2 separate regions of the Gossypium hirsutum genome follow, and region 2 is linked to region 1. The links are chromatin contacts, called in public Hi-C maps. All regions are on one chromosome and are shown on one strand. Each heading gives the region's core, a stretch centred on a gene start, on an enhancer-like site or on the middle of the called end of the contact. The rest is flanking DNA. Distances are from core to core; before and after follow the strand shown. Region 1 holds the start of LOC107914748 (selenium-binding protein 1). Region 2 holds the start of LOC107914744 (protein RALF-like 24).

What was found. A called contact is a pair of places that touch in the nucleus more often than the background predicts.
Region 2: a Hi-C map of leaf shows a contact between it and region 1, with 2.1 times the contacts expected there. The contact joins the promoter of LOC107914744 here to the promoter of LOC107914748 in region 1. A contact is called at or near these places in 2 of 34 Hi-C or Micro-C datasets (callus and leaf).

The regions. Positions count from the first base shown.
Region 1 is chrD10:26,477,652-26,481,302 of Gossypium_hirsutum_v2.1, reverse strand. LOC107914748 (selenium-binding protein 1) reads left to right here and starts at 2,023. Exons shown (of 7, transcript XM_016843764.2): 1 at 2,023-2,296; 2 at 3,048-3,243; 3 at 3,362-3,589. The coding sequence starts at 2,185.
Region 2 is chrD10:26,655,252-26,658,902 of Gossypium_hirsutum_v2.1, reverse strand. LOC107914744 (protein RALF-like 24) reads right to left here and starts at 1,634. Exons shown (of 1, transcript XM_016843760.2): 1 at 885-1,634. The coding sequence starts at 1,423. The coding sequence ends at 1,040.

The sequences.
Region 1 (3,651 bases), core at 774-3,273:
TGGCGTATTGGGCTATTATGCATAAAGAGCGAGCTTGATGGTGGGATCGAGTCTAATTTGATATTTATATATATATAAACCTTTTCGCGGGATAGTTATATTAGGCTAAGGCCTCAATTTGATCGCAGTTGTAACAAATTTCTCAATGTTTGTTAGTAAGATTTCTTCATGGTTTATACTTACGCACTTATTTAAAGATATTTTAAAGTTGATTAGATGTATTCAATTGAAATTTGTATAAGTAGAACTAAATTTTAATTGTATGAGATCGGTAACGCCTAAGATTCGGATCTGATTTATCGAGTTGAGTTTGGTACGTTACAGTAGTGCAGTAGGCAATTAAGGCCAAACCATTATAAATCAAAGTGTTCTTTGTCTCTATCTTTTTCTTAACAACCACAAATCTTTAAGAGGTTAATTCACCCCCTTTGGGTGATTTCGAGTTGAATTATCAAGCTAACATACACATTTGCTTTTCGTTGAAAATATTATTATATTTGGTGAAGCTACAATGGCGAGTGGCAACATTTATAAAGACAAATATACAAGAATATGAGGCTTACTCTAGCTAAAGTATGAATTTTAACAAGTCTTTGATTTTCTTTATAATGCAAATGTGTCTCCTTTGGTTCATGTGCATATTGGCAACATTATGGGGATTTAAATTACCTCAAACCCAATGAGGTATTTGGGCTTACTCACGATGGTGGGGAGACATAATAAGGAAACTTTCCTATATTAGAGTGGTTGCACATCTATGCTTACTAAAAAACACACAAATAACATCCACAATGTAAGCACGACATTACCGCAAGTATGCCAGTGTCAATTTGTAGTATAGTCGTTACAATGGAACACTAAAGCAAGTACTCCACAAATCATTCCACAAGGATTGATAAGGGAATGCACTAGTCAATTAACTTACTCACGAGGAAATTCCTAGTCTATTCAAATTAAGGAATATTAATGCAAACCAATTAAAAAATATCAAAAGTAACTAACCTAACTTAACATAAAAGCAACCTAGTTATCTATCATCTTCCTTGTGTAGACTAAGCAAATAGTTAAAATGATGATCGATTAATTATCTAACTACCATGAAGCTAATATGTATACCCCACTATCTCAATTATTACTCCTATCCAAGAATCTCCTTTCAATCTCATCCTAACTTAAGAATCACTACCTAGGATGCATTTCTTAACGGTCAAGGACTGATGGCTTCGAAATAAATGCTTGAAATGAAATAGGGAAGGTTATTATTGCTGTCATTGCCCTGATTGAAAACATGCAAGATGTCTTTTGTGTTGAGGATGTTGCATGTCTTCGATCTTTGAAGTTAGCTTGTGAGTCGAGGTTTAGACACTTCATAATTGAGGGTGATGCTCCGGCCATCATCATTTGAATACGGTAAGGGTGAAGGCAAAAGGAGAAAGTCAGCCTTGGCCTTAAAAATAATAGATTTACTATTTAGCCCCTTAAATTTTTATAAACGTACATGTTAATATAATGGTAAAAATACATTTCCCTCTCCCTAATAATTTATACAGCAATTAAAAGAAATATAAATTAAAATATAAAAGCTACATTACAAATATAAATAAAATAAAAGATGATCATATAAAAAGGTGGAAGTTAAGACAGAAGTGATTGAAAGAAATGGATTATAGATAAGGACGTTTTCTAGGAAATCCAACATCTCAAATAATTTAAAATAAAGAAGGTTACGGCTGGAACAGTTCATCTCTTACATTATTTTATTTGAAAGGTAAGATTCAAATCAATTAGAAAATCAAAATCAGCGGAGTCACTTAATGCTATTTTATCCGTTAAAGATTCCACGGCAGGAACACGTCTGCCGTAATTTACAAAACAGTAGAATACGTGTCAAAGCCTCGACCGTGTGATGAGAGATTGAATCCCGACAAAGGATCATGCAAATTCGGGAATCTCGATACATTGAACTTAGACACGTTGCATGGAGACAAAACCGAGGTCCATATTCAGACAAATTTTTGTGAGAAAACCCGCTCGTTGTTACGGAAGTGATTTTAGGCATTACATTACCAGTAGTTTTTGTCACCATAAATAATTAACAGAGATTTTCCCAATTCTTTTATAGAGTGAATCTGGAATTGCAAGAAAGCAAGAAAGAAATAAAGAAATAAAGAGAGATTTTACGCCATGGTTGAAGGAAATGGGTGTTGCAAGCTTGCAGGACCAGGATATGGTACTCCATTGGAAGCCATGTCTGGTCCTAGAGAAGCTCTTATTTATGTTACTTGTGTTTATACTGGTACTTCTTCTTCCTTTTCTTCGTATTGGTTATATATGATTGTTTATAAATGGGTTGGTTGCAGTTTTTCTGGGTTGTTTGAGTTATTGCTTGATTTTATAATTGATTTAAAGAAATTTTTGCTTTCATATATGTAGTTGGGGGAGCTTTTCTTTTTCTTAAGTTTGTTTTTAATGCAGCTATCATAGTAAACACTTTGAAAACTGCTTTCATATATGTAGTTGGGATAGTTTATGCTTTTCTTTATTTATCTTTTACAAATTTTTTAATGCTTATTTTAAAGCTAAGTGGTAATGGATGCTTATGCAATTATAAGTATAGGATGTAAACCTGTGTGGTAGTTCAAATGGGTGTGTGAAGTATAAGTTTTGAGATTTTATTGTATAAGAAAAACAAAGTAAATTGATGGAAATTGGAATATAATTGACTGCTACCAAAATTCCTAGCTCTCATTTTCCTCGAGAAAATTCAATCACAAGGAGCTGATTATTTGTTATCGCTAAATATACTATCAACTTGCTTGTATGTGATTCGGATTTGGGTTAGTGTTGCAACATAAACCTCGTAGATGGCCATTTTTGGGAAAATGAAAGCCTGGATAACATAGACCTACTTTGTTTCTGTCATTCATCGCAAATGATTTTATCAGTTTCTGGTTTATGCAATTCACATTTGTGGTTTGAAATAGTTTTCTTAGTTTTGAAGTTGTAAAAAGAATTGAGTTTCAAATTATGGTTATGTATATGTGCAGGAACTGGAAGAGAGAAGCCTGATTTCCTTGCCACAGTCGATGTAGATCCGAACTCGCCTACATATTCTAAAGTTATACACAGGCTACCTGTGCCGTATATCGGTGACGAACTCCATCACTCTGGATGGAACGCTTGCAGCTCCTGCCATGGTGATCCGTTAGCTGATCGGCGTTTCCTGATCCTGCCTTCATTGGTGTAAGGGACTGTGTTTTTTTTACTTTTATGCTTTATTTTTTCCCATTCCCTTTTTCCTGTTACAAATAGCACTATTGTGAGTAAAGAACTGCTCTAATAATTGTATTACTGTTTTCAGATCCGGCCGTATCTATGTGGTTGACACAAAGACAAATCCCAAGGCTCCCTCATTGCATAAAGTGGTTCAGCCTGACGATATTGTTAAGAAGACAAGCCTAGCATATCCGCACACCTCCCACTGCCTTGCCTCCGGTGATGTAATGGTGTCATGTCTCGGAGACAAAGATGGAAATGCTAAAGGAAATGGATTTCTTCTCCTTGATTCCCAGTTTAACGTAAAGGGAAGGTAAAGAAATAACACTAAAAAGAAATCGTTTGTGATTGAACTGTTCTCTTAGCTGCTACTAT
Region 2 (3,651 bases), core at 385-2,884, 180 kb before region 1:
AAGAATCAGTTCAATGACTTTAAATTCCACAGAAGTAAAGACTGTGCAAAGGGCATCAAGTTCATTTAAGTGAATGAAAAAGAAAAGAAACCACAAACAAGCAACAATCATCACACTTACCACAGTGTGATGATCAAAGCTAAAAGAAGTTTTTCAAACTCATAATGTTAAAATCAAATGAAATGAAATTCCTCTATCAGTACTGCTAGGAAAAACCAGAATGATCCTTTAACGGCAAGGAATGATTTTGGTTTCTATTTCAATGAATGAAGGCATCCATACTATTGCTTCGACATTTTCATTCTATTTGAAGTACCAATGTTTGATATCCTTTCCTAATGCATATTGAGATATAGGTATAAAATATGACCCTCTAAATGCACAAAAATCTCATAAAAGCATCCAATACTTGCCACCTGAGTCCAAGTATTATACCATTATAGGAGAAACCAGATACAGGCCTACAGTAGCATAGCTAAACACTAAAGAATTAATGGATTTATCTTGTGATGGGGTATCAAGGGCTGTTTTTTTTCAAAAGAGGGGTTTGATTTAAGGATGATATCTCTTCAGTCCATGGAATAGGTTAGGTTGGAGAGAAGCCTATATTTAATTGAAATTTGATTCATCATCAGAAAAGGACAGGGCAGGTCAGGTCAGATTTGATAGTAATTCGTAAATTAACACTTCTCTTCTCCACTGCATAGCTACACTTCTTCAACAGAAAGAAGTAAGTACTTGAGAACTTTCTCAAGATATTTAGGCACTTACTGGAAAGATATTCAGAAACCAAGAAAACAAAAAATGAAGGTTCATAATTTCCCTATCAAACACCAAGTCAATTTTCATAAATACTCTTAACAGGGAAGTCTCAGATCCCAAAATTCAAGTTAAACATGCAATTATATTAAGCAGATTAAAATTAACAACCTTTAATATACAACAATATAAGAAAAACCCAGAAAGATACCACTTTGCACAAAGCAGCTATATATGGTAGGTTAAAAACATAAAATTTTGGGGGGGATTTTTATTTTTTTCAGGTTTTGATACCTTTGATACCTCTAGCACATCTTGTAATAACTTCACACCCTCGGTTGTAATGATTCGCTTGATGACCGCCATTGCAATCATAGTAAGAAGCACCAGGGGTAGCACATGGGACCATGTCCCTCCTCAGTGTCTCATAGCTAATGTACTTCCTTTGCATCACCAGCACCCTCCTGTTGCTCTCTGACTCCATTTCTTCCTCTTCTAAACAATCTTCAAGCTTTTTGGTGCAAACCCTTCTTGCCCTTGCATCGATTTCACTGCTTGCCAGTGCACCATCGAGGTCTAAAATCGAGACAGAATTACAGGTATGGAGGAAGAGAAGGGATAGGAAGATGCTAATGAAGATGAATTTGAAGTTGAAAGTGGGCATTTTGGTTTTGGGTTGGATTCTTTTGAAGGGTTTTTCAAGTTTGATTCAGGGATTTGTTGGTATGATAGTTTGATCTTTCATGTAGAATGAAAGAATGGAGGTTTTGATGGACGAGGACAAGACATGGAAATACAGCATCAAAGCTTACATACATATATACTTATGTTGCAAACAAAATTATACCACTTCGCTTGGAAATACAGTAAATAGTGGAGTGGGGACTCTTTCTCTCTCTATATATATATAAGGAAAAGAAAAATACAAGTTGAAATTAACTGCAACACTAGAATAATTTAGAAACAAATAAAAAAATGTATCAATTTGATCATCATCAAATTAACGCGACAATGAACATTAATTAACTAAAAAAAATTGACAAAAATTCAAGAAACCCACCACATCATTGATACACAAAAGATTTAAGTCTCAAATGATCCATCCTCCTCCTCGTCATCTTGAATCTATTTTCATCATTATGACCTATCATAATAAAGTTTCTAATAGAATTAGTGGTACCTTTATATTAACAAATTTTACATATATGTCAAAACGTGATTAAATTTTAAAAATTAAAAATAAAATCACGTCTACTCTCAAAGAAAATAGAGTGAATAAAATAAAAAGCATAAAAAAAATGTGAAGAAAATGAAATCACAAAATTGTGGAAAATTTTTTTGGTAATGCGTACTAAAATTAAAAAAAAAACTATGAAAGCTAATATGAAGAAATTGTGACCAACAATTAGAGGTGATCATGGGCCGGGCCTAAAAAGATTTTGGCCCGCATCTTAGGCCCGGGCCAGACCCAAAATATGATCTTGAAATTTTGTCTAGGCCCGGCCCGGGAAAAAATTTCTAAGCTCGAGCCCAGCCCGGCCCATTATTTTAATAAACACTAAAAATTTATTTTAAAAATAAAAAATAAAAAAATATTTTAAAAATATTTTAAAATAAAAAAATAAAAAATATATTTATTATATATTCGGGCTGGGCCCGGGCCAAAAAAGTAGTGCCGGAGGTCGGGCCTCGTTTTTTTGCCCAAACCCATATTTCGGACCTATATTTTTACCCGAACCCTCCCATATTTCGAGCGGGTTGCTAGGCCGGGCCGGACCGCCCAACCCATGATCACCTCTACTAACACCAACTCAATTACTCTTAGAAATATAATATATAAAATATATTTTTAACTCTTACAAAGAAGTATGAAATAAATAGGATCAAAATTCACCTTTTATTTTTTATATTTACTTTTAATTGTGGTTTTAGATATATTTTAAATTAATATTAAATCATTAAATAAAATGTAATTATTTTTACTTAATATCATTAATGTCTAATTGTTCTTAACATTAATGTAAAGCTCCTTTATTTTAATTTTTAAAATTTTTGGGATAAAAGATTATTCAATTTTTTCTTTTTCTGGTTGGAAAAACAATTGAGTAAAAAAAAAAAAGTAATTTTGGTATGGTTTGTAGTAAGCTATGTGTTAAAACGTATACTAATAGAACATGGATTGAGAATGGATTCTAATAGACTAAACTAACAATGTCAAAAATTGATTATTTCATTTTTTTTTACTAATATTATATTCCATTATGAATATATAGCCTTGAGATCTTCGACAAATTAGAATTTATTAAATTAAGGATAATCTGAAGGGAGGAACTATTCACTAGTATCAATACATATATTTCTTAATTTTACTATTGATATTTTAATGTAATTGATTTTCAATAATAATAAAATTATTTATTTAAAACATACTTAACCCTAAATTTATAACAAAAATAATTAAATAAAATAACAATGTTTATAAACATAATAAGAAATTACTTATTAACAATGTACTAATATTATTGTATTTTATTTTTTAGTAACGTCACAAAATTACTTATTAAAAGAAATAAATTAGTTTAAATTAACTTTTTGTGAATCAAGTTTCCTATAATAATGTGTAACACTGAAATATTTATGCATAACAAAATAAAATTTATAAATAATAAATAAAAATACATTTAATATAATTGTCCAACAACCCCATATATATTAATAATGAATAAGAAAAAGTTACAGCTATTTTGTACTAAATATAAAAAAATTTATAGTAATATGCAATTTATCCTTTCTAATTGACCAATAAAAGTTGGAATATTCTACACAAAATTTCGTTTATTTTCTTACTATTTTTTTTCATAATAACATTTAATTACATGTGTTCAATTTAAA